Regions from separate parts of the Mus musculus genome. Here regions 2 and 3 are each linked to region 1. Evidence: chromatin contacts called from public Hi-C data. All regions are on one chromosome and are shown on one strand. The core of a region is the stretch at or near the end of the contact, and the rest is flanking DNA. Distances in the headings are between cores, read along the strand shown. Region 1 has its middle 59 kb from the start of Gm34474. Region 2 overlaps Tnks (tankyrase, TRF1-interacting ankyrin-related ADP-ribose polymerase). Region 3 overlaps Tnks (tankyrase, TRF1-interacting ankyrin-related ADP-ribose polymerase).

Region 1 (3,748 bases), core at 486-2,985:
TTAGTTAGGGTTTTACTGCTGTGAACAGACACCATGACCAAGGCAAGTCTTAGAAGGACAACATTTAATAGGGGCTGGCTTACAGGTTCAGGGGTTCAGTCCATTGTCACCAGGCCAGGAGCATGTCAGCATCCAGGCAGGCGTGGTGCAAGAAGAGCTGAGAGTTCCACATCTTTATCTGAAGGCCGCTAGCAGAATACTGACCTCCAGGCAGTTAGGACGAAGGTATTAAAGCCCACTCCCACAGTGACACACCTACTCCAACAAGGCTACACCTCCTAATAGTGCTACTTCTTGGGCCAAACATACAAACCCTCACAGGGTGTGTCCCTACATTTTTCAGGACCTTAATGCAACAAAAGTTGCCTTCCTGTAACAGCTGGAAAGAAACAATAGCAGATCTCCATTGTAGTCCAGACTCCTTAAAGGACCAGCTGCAGTGCAGCTAGAGTTACAAGCAGTAGTGAGCTGTTCAGTATGGATTCAGGGAACCAAACCCAGATGCTTTGGACGAGCAGCAAACATCCTTAACTGCTGAGCCATCTCTCCAGGCGCCCTCGCTTTTTTAACGGCAGCCAGTCTCATGTAGCCCAGGCTAACCCCTAACTCATTACATGGCTGAGGGTGATCTTAAACGTCTGACCCTCCTCCCTCTAGCTCCTGGTATCAACATTAGTCTTTTCTCCGGAAGAGTATCGCTATTGTACAAACCCAGGCAATACAAAAACCGCAACATTCCGTGAGAGCTAGAGCCCAAGGTAAGGGTGGCGCGCTCCAGAAGGGGCGTGGGTGTTTGCCTATGGAGCAGCCTGCACTGGCCACTCCCCCAGCAAATCCCAGCCAGGCCGCCGGTTCTCTCTGAGCCCGGCTCCAAGGCAGTGCTGGTGAGCAGCTTGTCATGATGGGAACATGTCTCATTCCTTTCTGTCACGGTCAGATGCTCAACAGTTTCCTGGGATTTGGAGCAAGTTGTTCACGTTCTTGACTGATTGCTCATCTGTTAGAAAGATTCAGGGGAGGGCCCCAAGATTGCTGGCAAAGACTGACCCTAGAGGAGGAAGCAAAAGTCATGGCTATCCAACTGCCCAGAGTAGTAGCTCTCAGCCTTCGTAATGCTGCAACCCTTTAATACAATTCCTCATGTTGTGGTGACATCCCATCCCCACCCCGCCTATGACATTATTTCTGTCGCTACTTCGTAACTGTAATTTTTCTTCTGTTATGAATCATAATGTAATGTCTAATATCCAGGATATCTGATATTCAAGGCCTGTGAAAGATGATTGGATGGCCAAGGGGGTCGTATCCTTTCTGAGGCTAACGGGAGGGGGTGGGGATGAGAGGGAGGGGCTAGGAAGAGAGGTGGGAGGGGAAGCTTCGATCTAAATGTTAATCAATAACTTAATCAATTTTAAAAAGAAAAAGAAAAGAAAAGGCCGTTCTATTGATGAGCACTGTGCTCTGTGGTCACCACAATCTGGACACATCTTGTTGGTTGGATCCCTAGTTGGCAAGGTCATGTGCAGGGTAAATTCAGACACACGTCTTTTCCAGAGTGAGCACCGGGGTGGGGGCGGAGGGTCCTGGGAAGACAGAGAGTTCTTCGGCTACCTACATTCTTTAAAAATCTACTAGTTTTGCCCAATGATTTGGTCAGCCTTGACCAAAGAAGCATTTTTTAAGGGAAATTTCACTCCTACATCCACTTCCAAAGTAATGTTCCTGCTGTCCACCAGGGGGCGATTGAAACGCGGCCCCGAAATCAGAACCAGGAGGCGCTGTGAGTCTGAAGGGAAAGCAGCAGCAGGAAATAGGTGGCTTTACGCAGTGATTCTTGTAACAAAACTCACCAACCAACCCTCTTAACTTTTCTAGGATTCTCTGGTTAGGTTTCCACTCTGGTGCTGTAGGGGTAGATGTTACTGCTCCCCGACGTGATCCAGAAAGGCCAAACTCTCTCTCTCTCTCTCTCTCTCTCTCTCTCTCTCTCTCTCTCTCTCTCTCTCTCTCTCTCTCTCTCTCTCTCTCTCTCTCTCTCTCTCTCTCTCTCTCTCTCTCCTCTACCGCACAGAGTGTTTCCACCCTGCTACCGAATTGCCTCGATATTCGGTGGATTATGGCATCAATCTGAGCCGTGCACAAGGTCAAAGAACTTGGTGGCTTCTTGCTCGAAGTATGGGCAGGTACAGCATTCATTTCACAAGCAAGCAGCCACTGTCTTACAGGGCTCATGCAGCCAAACCGTGCCTTTTTCTTGAGTAGGACCAGCCCTCAGACACTGCTCTGCCCGGTCGCCATCTTCTCGTCACTGTGTGTCACTAAGAAATGGGTCATCTTTGCTGTTAGAGTAATTTTGTTTCTGGTTGAAAAAATTGTAGCATGCATATGTTTCCAAGGCTGGGACATAGTCAGTGAAGAGGAAGACCAGGAGAAAGCGCAGACTAGAGCAGCAGTTTTATCTGACCCTGCTTGGTTCAGGCTACTGAATTGAGTGAGGCTCTGCATCCGTAGGCTCTGCATTCTAAATTAGAATGATCTGGTCCTTTGGAAGTTCCTAGGATTTGAGAGGTGACTTAGTAACCATCTCTGACCTCTCTGGGGGCTGGCTCACTGGTACCCAGCTTCCAAATCCTAACAGTGAGGTAGAAGCAAGCTCAAGACTTACTTTACTCTGCCTGTCGACTTCCCAGTTGGTATAAGCCAGGCATTCCGACAGAAACCCATCACTCCTCGTGGTTTGTCTGTGGAGCTAGGTAAGTAGGCTTTTGTGAGCTGGCCTTGGGAGCTTGCCCATTATGTGTAATTTCAGAGCTGTGGGATACGAAGCTCACATTCTAAATGACTGCCTCACTGGCTTTTAGAATTTTCCTGAAATGAGTATATTGCTGATTGTGAACAACCTGGGTCGTTTTTTGGTTTTGTTTTGTTTTCTGTAAATGACCAGAAATGGGCTGAGAGAGAGTTGGGGGTAAATCAGAATATTTCTGAACGGCAGAATCCATCTCTTTGTGAAGAAGGCTGACATGCCTCGGGAAGGGAAGCGGGGTCATGCTGGTTCTTAAATGATTAGTCAAAGGGAACTGTGAGGCGTGCCTCTCACCCTTCATCCTGGCTCTGCGTGTAAATGTCTGTGTCTTAGAGGAGAGGCAGAAGCCGAGGAGAATGTACTGAAAGCTGAGACGCACTGGAAATGCCTTCCGCGGTGAAGATCAGGCTGTCCCAGGAAGATCAATTCTGCAGAACAAAACTCAGTGATGGCTTTGGCTTGGACATGCAGGCTGCGCATCTCCCACATACTGCCTCCATGAGCTGAGGCAAGGTGGAGGATAGGGGCCATTCTTCAGTCACCAGAGATGATGTGAAACACAGGGTAACACATGGCACACCACATCGATCTGACAGGATGTGTTGCTGTGACCATATGCTCGCCCACAAACTTGGGCAGACAAGAAAACATCTTTACATTTAAGAAGCACAGTTTAAAATAAAATTTTAAAAAAAATGTGTGTTTGTATAAACACTGCAAGTTCCTGCTAGAAGCTGGCAATGTTGGGTTTCTTAGGAAGTGAAAGAAAACTGCCTTTAGCATGCAGGCTGGGCACTGACAGCCTCCATCTATCAGAAGACATTTTATCCCTGGCATTCTCTCATCTCAGTGGTTGAGCCCTCTCCGTTATCCTTTTCTCCCGGCTTTTTGGCTATTTGTTCTTCAGAATTCTGGCAGATCTTGGCTGCCGGCGCTCTATCA
Region 2 (3,748 bases), core at 639-3,138, 310 kb after region 1:
CTTTCTGATGAGCTTTGAAAGCTCTCTGTGACTTTGCACATAATCTAACACAGTAATCATGGTATAGTGGGTCATATATAAATCTTGCCTCTACCTCAGATAGGTTGTAGAAACTATTAAGGCCAGGAGGCTCCTAAGTGGGTGTGGAATTTAGCTGCCTACAGTTATCTCTACAATCTCAGAAGGCTCCTGCCACAAGTTTGAGCTTAAAGTTTAAAGTTTCATGAGAATTTTCTTTATGGCAATGAGCTTTATTCTGCTTAGTATCCTTTGTATTGTAGTATGTTTAGTTATCTATACATACAAAGGACAGTTAATTTCTGTGATATTAATACATTTTAAAAAGTACTGATATTCCTTACCAAAAGCATGTGATTTTATAAGAATAAATCATCTGGCAGATTGATTTTCTTTCTCCACTTTCTCATTTTGCAGCGTTTTCCCTAAAACATAGATTCTGTCTGATGGTTTCTTGCCATCACAGTAGTAGACGGTATATACAATGAAATGGGTTGGCTGGAGCCCACATTCTCTTCTCTTGCCCACCTTTTTAACATTGAGTCCCTGTCTTTAGTCAGCGCTTAGTGCCTTTCTCCAGGACAGTCGAGCTGGCTCCTGGTCTTGGCCTTCTCACTCAGTCCTCTGGTCCTGCCCAGGTGACGAAAGCTAAGCTGCAGCTCGCTTGTGCATCTGAGTTACTGTGGTTTGCTCCAGAAGTGTAGCTACTTAAAAAGAAGGAAAAGCTTAAGAATTGTGTTTGACTCTATTTCAGTAATATTCCTTCCTCTTCATTGGTCTTGTAGACATTTGCCAGCCAATTTAGCAAGCTTGTAATTGGTTTCACTAAAGACACTGTAAATTCAATATAAGTAAGTTTAACAATGCATACTGAACACACAGCTCATTTATACGCCCACATTTATACAAACTGTAACTCTTTTTGGACTAATTTTGGAAGTCTATGCAAATTAGTCTACCAAATTGTGTTCCTCTTAATAAAATGCAGGAAACAGCTTAAGTAACTTGTGATATCATCTGAGGGATAGTTTGAAGTTATGCCACGCTTTCGGACTAACTCAGTAGAAGTTGCTTTTTGAAAACATCCTTTGAGTAAAGAAGATAAATTGGGGTTTTTTTGTTTGTTTGGTTGGTTGTTTTTGGAAGTGATTCTGATAGAATCATACATAGCTTTCATGTTAGAAGTTTAAACATAAACTGCAAAGTTAGTTTAATATTCTCATAATCCCAAAGAATCTTCAAGCATTTAGATAAACTAGCCTGTTCTCAGCAGAATCCTAGTGGTTCTGTGCAGACCTCCTCCCGTCTTCATTATCATGTTATCAGGGATACCATGTCTGTCTTAGGAATTCATGATCTCTTCTTTGGAAATAAGTAGTTAGAGGCCAGCCTAGAGAGGCAAAAGAATAGCTGAGTAGGAGACAAGTCCAAAGCACAGGAGAAGACTGTTTTTGATTGTTTGTTTTTAAGAAGTTTCTATTAAGGATGAGGCCTAGGAGGATGGTGAAATCGTAGCAAGGATACTTGACAAATTCTGCTGGGTGGCTTTCTTCTTCAGTGTCCGTGTTCTCTTGATTTTCTCAGCATGTTGACATAGCAGCGTTACTGATAAAATACAACACGTGTGTAAACGCAACGGATAAGTGGGCCTTTACTCCCCTTCACGAAGCTGCCCAGAAAGGAAGGACGCAGTTATGTGCCCTGCTCCTAGCACATGGCGCAGACCCAACCATGAAGAACCAGGAAGGTCAGACACCTTTAGATCTGGCGACGGTAAGTCCTTGTTGCAGGGTGGTGGTTGTACATTAGGATTCCAGGCATGACCTTACCTTCCAGGGCTCAACTGGCACTTCCTGTGGCGGAGTTGGCATTCTTCCTGGAAATCTCCATAGCCAAAACCACATGGCCTCTCACTTCCTTCTGTGCTTCAGTGATATCTCATGTAGAGTCGGCCTCCTTCACTTTGACTTTCACTAACCTTGTCTGACTCTTACAGCCAAAATCACTGTCACTGTCCTTGCCTGATGTCCGTGTCTTTACATTTGGTACTTGGTGAAAATCTTAGCATTAATAATGGTTTTTGTGTTTTCTTTAATCATTTTTTAGGCTGATGACATCCGGGCTCTGCTGATAGATGCCATGCCCCCTGAGGCCTTACCTACCTGTTTTAAACCTCAGGCAACTGTAGTTAGTGCCTCTCTGATCTCACCAGCGTCCACCCCCTCCTGCCTCTCTGCTGCCAGCAGCATAGATAACCTCACTGGCCCGTTAACGGATCTGGCTGTAGGAGGGGCCTCCAATGCAGGGGATGGCGCTGCGGGTGCAGAAAGGAAGGAAGGAGAAGGTAGGTGTACCCCTGGGAACCCTTGTTTGTACACTTTAGCGGACCAGTTACTTTTTCCTTTTTATTATTGAAAGCTTAAAGATAGCCCCTCTCTAAACTTTTGAGTTCAAAGTCATCCAGGACTACATGGTGAGGCCCTAAGTCAAAGACAGGATTGGAGGATGTGAGGGGGAAGGGGAAAGAAAAAGGATTCCTGGGACTTGCTAAGTGAGCTCCAGGTTTAGTAAGATGCTCTCTCTCAAAGGTGGGTGGGTGGGTGGGTGGGTGGATGGATGGATGGATGGATGGATGGATGGATAGATAGTAGATAGATAGATAGATAGATAGATAGATAGATAGATAGATAGATAGGAAGATATTCAACATTGACCTCTGACCTCCACATACACATAGAAATAAATAAAAATAATTCTTAAAAAGAATAAATCAAACTGGGCGGTGGTGGCGCACGCCTTTAATCCCAGCACTCGGGAGGCAGAGGCAGGCGGATTTCTGAGTTCGAGGCCAGCCTGGTCTACAGAGTGAGTTCCAGGACAGTCAGGGCTACACAGAGAAACCCTGTCTTGTAAAACCCAAAAATAAATAAATAAATAAATAAATAAATAAATAAATAAATAAATAAATAAATAAATAAATAAATAAAATAAAAAGAAGAAGAAGAAGAGGAAGAAGAATAAATCAAAATAGTAACTGATACCTTCTTCTTTTCTTTTAAGTCATTGAAAGTACTAATTCTATCAACTATGGTCTTGAGCCTAGGTACTGCTCTTGTAGAGGACCTGGTTTAGTTTCCACCACCCACACTGTTTAGCTCACAACCCTCTTCACCCCAGCTTCAGGGAACCCAGTGTACTCAGCTGGCTCCCAGGGAAACACTTCGCGTGCAGATACGCAAGCATAAAAACACACAAAGCTAAAAATAAATGTCTTAGACATAAAAATAAGGTGGTAGGAATTATATTCCCTGTAGAGTTAATATATACATCTATATTTTAGTTCTCTATTCTATGTGTATTAGAATTAATGTAAGTACTGTTGCTATGCCAAAGAGAAAATTCAGCATAACTTGGAAGTGCCTGATTTAAATTGACATATTTGGTATTGGTTTTTGTCATGTGAAATCATCTGTACAGGCAAGTGTCAAAAAATAGGGTTATGCATAAATGCTGACCTTGCGTAGAATTAGGAAATTCTAAGAGATTTTACTGTTTGTTTTAGTTGCGGGTCTTGACATGAACATCAGCCAGTTCCTTAAGAGCCTTGGCCTTGAGCACCTGAGGGACATTTTTGAAACAGAGCAGGTAAGCGCTCACGTGCTCTTTCAGCTTTTCATCTTCTGAGTTATTGACTTCATAAACTTCGCAGCTGTTTATTTTCTGTGTTATG
Region 3 (3,748 bases), core at 387-2,886, 280 kb after region 1:
TTCATAATTCATACGTGTAAAATAGTTTTTATATCTTCACTTCAAACTTCTTTTAAGATTACCTTTCCAGCACTACTAGAGGTCAAGTCTAGGGCCTTCTCCATGCTAAGCAGGTGCTTCACCTCAGAGATAATATCCCCAGCCTTCATTTTATTTTGAGATGGAGGTCTTGCTAAGTTACATGGGCTGGCCTTGAACTTGCAGGCCTCATGCATCCAGAACCCACTTTGAATCTAAGGTAGTTGAAATGTAGAATACACGTTTTATAAAGCATGGCATAGTTCTATAACTTTGAATTCAGACATTTGCATTCTTTCCTAAAGATGAGGCTGTGTCACTTTGGAAGATTGTGCTCTCTGAGGCTGTAAACTACCAGTTAACCTGCCCTGTAGCCCATCTGAGTTCACAGACGCTCACTAGGCAGAGGCCTTAAGTGACAGCTGGTCTAGTCTGTCAGTGCAGTTGGGACCTTCTCAAGGAATAAAACCAACAGGTTGTGTTTAAATTAATTCTTTGAAAAGAGCTCTTCCTGGCTGAAAACTCAGTTTGATCTGGATGTAGCATCTGTTTGGTTATCTAAGAAGAGATACTAACCAACAAAGGAATAGCCACCTCTTGTTCTGTAAATAGTTGACACAATTGGAGGAGCTTGCTTCAAGAAGAGAGCAAGTGTCTATCTTTCTGAGGGTTCTGGAGAAAATTCTTCTATGGGAAGAAAGTAGAATAAAGCTTGCTTTCCATATGTAGTCCATTCCTTGTCCTGTATCTCCAGGCAGCTTCTGATACTAAGAAGACCATCAGTTCTGGGTGCTCATTGCAGTGGTGTGGCCCCACTGTGGCTGTACTTCATTGCAGTGACCTGAGAGTCTGAGCATGCCTTGCCACAGATACTAACTTACTTGCCACTCAGTCATAGCTGTCCATTTCGGAAGGTCCATTGTGAGTCTGAGCTGCTGTCAGTGGAAGGAAAGGAATACAGAGCGAGAGTGGTGTCACCTCTCCTATTCCCTGTTCCCTGGCTTCTTCATTTGTCCTGTGGTGGTAATCATAGTTTCAAACCTAGATACTTACTGTGTTAGCCTGTTAATACACACACACTTTGTAATATTCTTGGTGGTTGTCTGTAAGCATTAAGAAACTTCATAGATGCTGATCTTCATAATTACACGACCTAAAAGGCAGGGCTCAGCAAGGAGATGCACTTATTTCCAGGGATGCGTGCCCATATTGATTTTCTGGCTTTTAATTTGTTTGGATTCTCATCTAAATATCAGTGTCTCAAAGAGCTTCTTAGAGCTTTCCATCATAGCAGATTAATCATGTCTCTGTTGATAGGAATTTAATCAAGTTCTGATTCTGTTTGTTGTCTTTGCCTAGGAATTTTGATTTAATGGCTGATGTAGTCTTTTATTTGTATCAGAAAAAACACTGATCTGGTTTTTTTTTTTTTTACCAAGTAATAGATCCAAATGAGATATGCTTTAGTAAAATAGAGCAAGAATTGAAATACTTAAATACTCATTTATAGGCAGTGAGTAAATAATCATGGAACAGCCACACAGTAGACATACTGTACATATATAAAAAGAGGAAGATAGACTTCTGTAATAGCAGAGGAGGAGGAAGAACATCAAGTCACAGGAGAGTAGAACACAGTCCTATTGGTGTGACAAAACATACTTGAGGAAACGCAAGCACTCTCATAGACAGAGTCTCCACGGGTCTTTGAGCAGCTGTCAGTGTGATTTGCCTCTGGGAAAGAGGCTTGCTGCAGAATAATACAACTGTTTGTTTTGTTTTCTGCACTGCTTGAATTTTCGGACAGAATATATTAATCTGTATGTTTAAAGGGGTTCTATTCTGGAGAGGATGGTTAGTATAAAGAAATTGGTAATTTGAGACCAGCTAAAATTGAGGAAATACATATGTGAATGTTTTTTAAGGCAGACCTTAAAGGCTAGATATTATTTATAGGCCAAAAAAGTTGGATTTTCAGGCTGTGTATTTGTTTACATGTATATATATTTCCTAAGACAGAGTTTAAAGGTAAGATAATTTCTACATTCACTCATAGATTGATAGAAGTATTCTTGCAAACTGATAGCAAATGCTGTGCTTTTCTTAAGAAGAAGCTGGGCTTCTATAAACTGTGTAGGAATCGGTGAGAGAGTTAAAAAGGTTTTTTTGAAGGAGGAAAGGTAAGTTCCAGTTTATCAGCAACACTGATGTAGCCCCAAGCTGCATTAGCAAGGAGACAGGCCTTTTCTTCACTAGGGCAGGGTTTTAACAACAGCAGAAATCAGGGTGCATAAAAACTGTTTTTCATTTGAGAAATTTACAATACACAGTAACCAATTATATTAATCTTGATTCTTGCAAACTAATTTTACATAAACAACCATAAAATATGAATATTGACATCAACATTAGATTATGAGATTCATTTTGTTTGATAACTTGGAAGTCTGAGAGGAAAACGCTGTAAGGTTTAGGGGCGTCTGTGGAGTGTGTGAAGGGGAACTTTCAGTCCCCTAAAAGTTTTTGGAGATTACTTTGGGGGTCTAGGGGGTCAAAATTGATGACAGAAGCTCATGGGACAATGACTCATCAGTTAGGTGATTATTCAAATGTGGGAAACAAATGCATGGGTATTTTATAGTTCTTTAAACTTGTTTTTAGTGAAGCAAAGATTTCATATTTGTATGTTGAAAAATTATGAAGCTATTTTACAAAATAATTTTGTAGTTGAAACTATAGAGAAAGAATCTGGAGTAAAATTCAAAGTAAACAGTATCTTATATTGTTGAATGTATGGAGCTAAGAAAGACTGCTTTAGTCTTTGGAAGAAATAACACAGTAGATGACAAAATTGGCAGCTTTCATTATCTTGAACTAAGTCTTAATAAGTAGTGTCCTTAGTGTACTAAAGTAATAGATCTTATTTGGAACACAAGTGCATTTAAGGATACACACAAGCATGTACACACACACACACACACACACACACACACACATACACATTGTAGCTTTGGGTTCTTAACCTTAGTCATGCAGCCATTTAACATGATTTTCATGCTGTGACCCCCAACCATAAAATTATTATTGTTACTACTTCATAACTGTAATTTTGCTGTTGCTGTGAAGCATAATGTAAATATCTGTTATACAGGATATGCAACCCCCAAGAAAGGGTCATTTGATACCCCCCACCCATCCACCCCCAGTTGAAAACCACTGCTCTCTAGACACTAAGAAGTTTGACCAGTGTTAAATCTGCCTGGTACCCTGATAACCACAGTGAGTTTCCTGGAGCTGGGAAAGTCCTGGACAGCAAACAAGCTGGTCATCAGCGCTTGGACAATTCCAGAGGGTTTGATGTAGGCCACACTAAATCTTCCTCTTAACGACAGAAAAGAAAAGCACTATATGCGTACTATAAACAGCTCTCTGATGACTTACATGATAACTTTGCAGTGGAAGTTTTCCCTGGGAAATACATCAAATACCACACATTCCTGTTAAGAAATGTCAGTTTAAACCTTTACACAAAGTTATAGGCAGATTCACCATCTTAGTTTCACTTCTCATCGCTGTGATAAGACAGATACAACAGAAGTGAGAAAGGGCTTAATTTAGCTTTCAGTTCCAGAGTACAGTCCATCGTTCTGAAGCAGCTGGTCCGTCACTTCCACAGTTTAGACAGAGTGAATGTATGCATGCCCGTGCTCGCTCGCTCTTTGCATCTATC

What was found. Hi-C and Micro-C count contacts between places; a contact is called where the count stands out from the background.
Region 2: a Hi-C map of bone marrow-derived macrophages shows a contact between it and region 1, with 22 read pairs. The contact joins two enhancer-like sites. A contact is called at or near these places in 3 of 15 datasets of contacts at CTCF or cohesin (embryonic stem cells, large pre-B cells and pro-B cells), 14 of 484 Hi-C or Micro-C datasets (the 3T3-L1 cell line, the C10 cell line, the C2C12 cell line and 10 more) and 1 of 9 other capture datasets (pancreatic islet).
Region 3: a contact with region 1 is called in a Hi-C map of bone marrow-derived macrophages, with 33 read pairs. The contact joins two enhancer-like sites. A contact is called at or near these places in 5 of 39 promoter capture datasets (the C10 cell line, embryonic stem cells, liver and 1 more), 6 of 15 datasets of contacts at CTCF or cohesin (CD8 T cells, embryonic stem cells, large pre-B cells and 2 more), 148 of 484 Hi-C or Micro-C datasets (the 3T3-L1 cell line, the AtT-20 cell line, B cells and 78 more), 12 of 115 datasets of contacts at active chromatin or transcription factors (bone marrow-derived dendritic cells, cardiomyocytes, embryonic basal ganglia and 8 more) and 3 of 9 other capture datasets (adipose tissue, embryonic stem cells and liver).

The regions. Positions count from the first base shown.
Region 1 is chr8:35,157,523-35,161,270 of GRCm38.p6, reverse strand. No RefSeq gene overlaps it. Among named protein-coding and RNA genes, the nearest start is that of Gm34474, 59 kb to the left of the region's middle. Within about 2 kb of position 1,735, at least 32 of the 459 cell types and tissues checked have an H3K27ac peak or open chromatin away from gene starts, as enhancers often do. A contact at or near this core is called in bone marrow-derived macrophages, where this site is marked.
Region 2 is chr8:34,847,196-34,850,943 of GRCm38.p6, reverse strand. It overlaps Tnks (tankyrase, TRF1-interacting ankyrin-related ADP-ribose polymerase), which reads left to right. Exons shown (of 27, transcript NM_175091.3): 18 at 1,603-1,791; 19 at 2,125-2,362; 20 at 3,581-3,663. Among named protein-coding and RNA genes, the nearest start is that of Dusp4, 41 kb to the right of the region's middle. Within about 2 kb of position 1,888, at least 19 of the 459 cell types and tissues checked have an H3K27ac peak or open chromatin away from gene starts, as enhancers often do. A contact at or near this core is called in bone marrow-derived macrophages, where this site is marked.
Region 3 is chr8:34,876,704-34,880,451 of GRCm38.p6, reverse strand. All of the region lies in intron 5 of Tnks (tankyrase, TRF1-interacting ankyrin-related ADP-ribose polymerase), which reads left to right. Among named protein-coding and RNA genes, the nearest start is that of Dusp4, 71 kb to the right of the region's middle. Within about 2 kb of position 1,636, at least 19 of the 459 cell types and tissues checked have an H3K27ac peak or open chromatin away from gene starts, as enhancers often do. A contact at or near this core is called in bone marrow-derived macrophages, where this site is marked.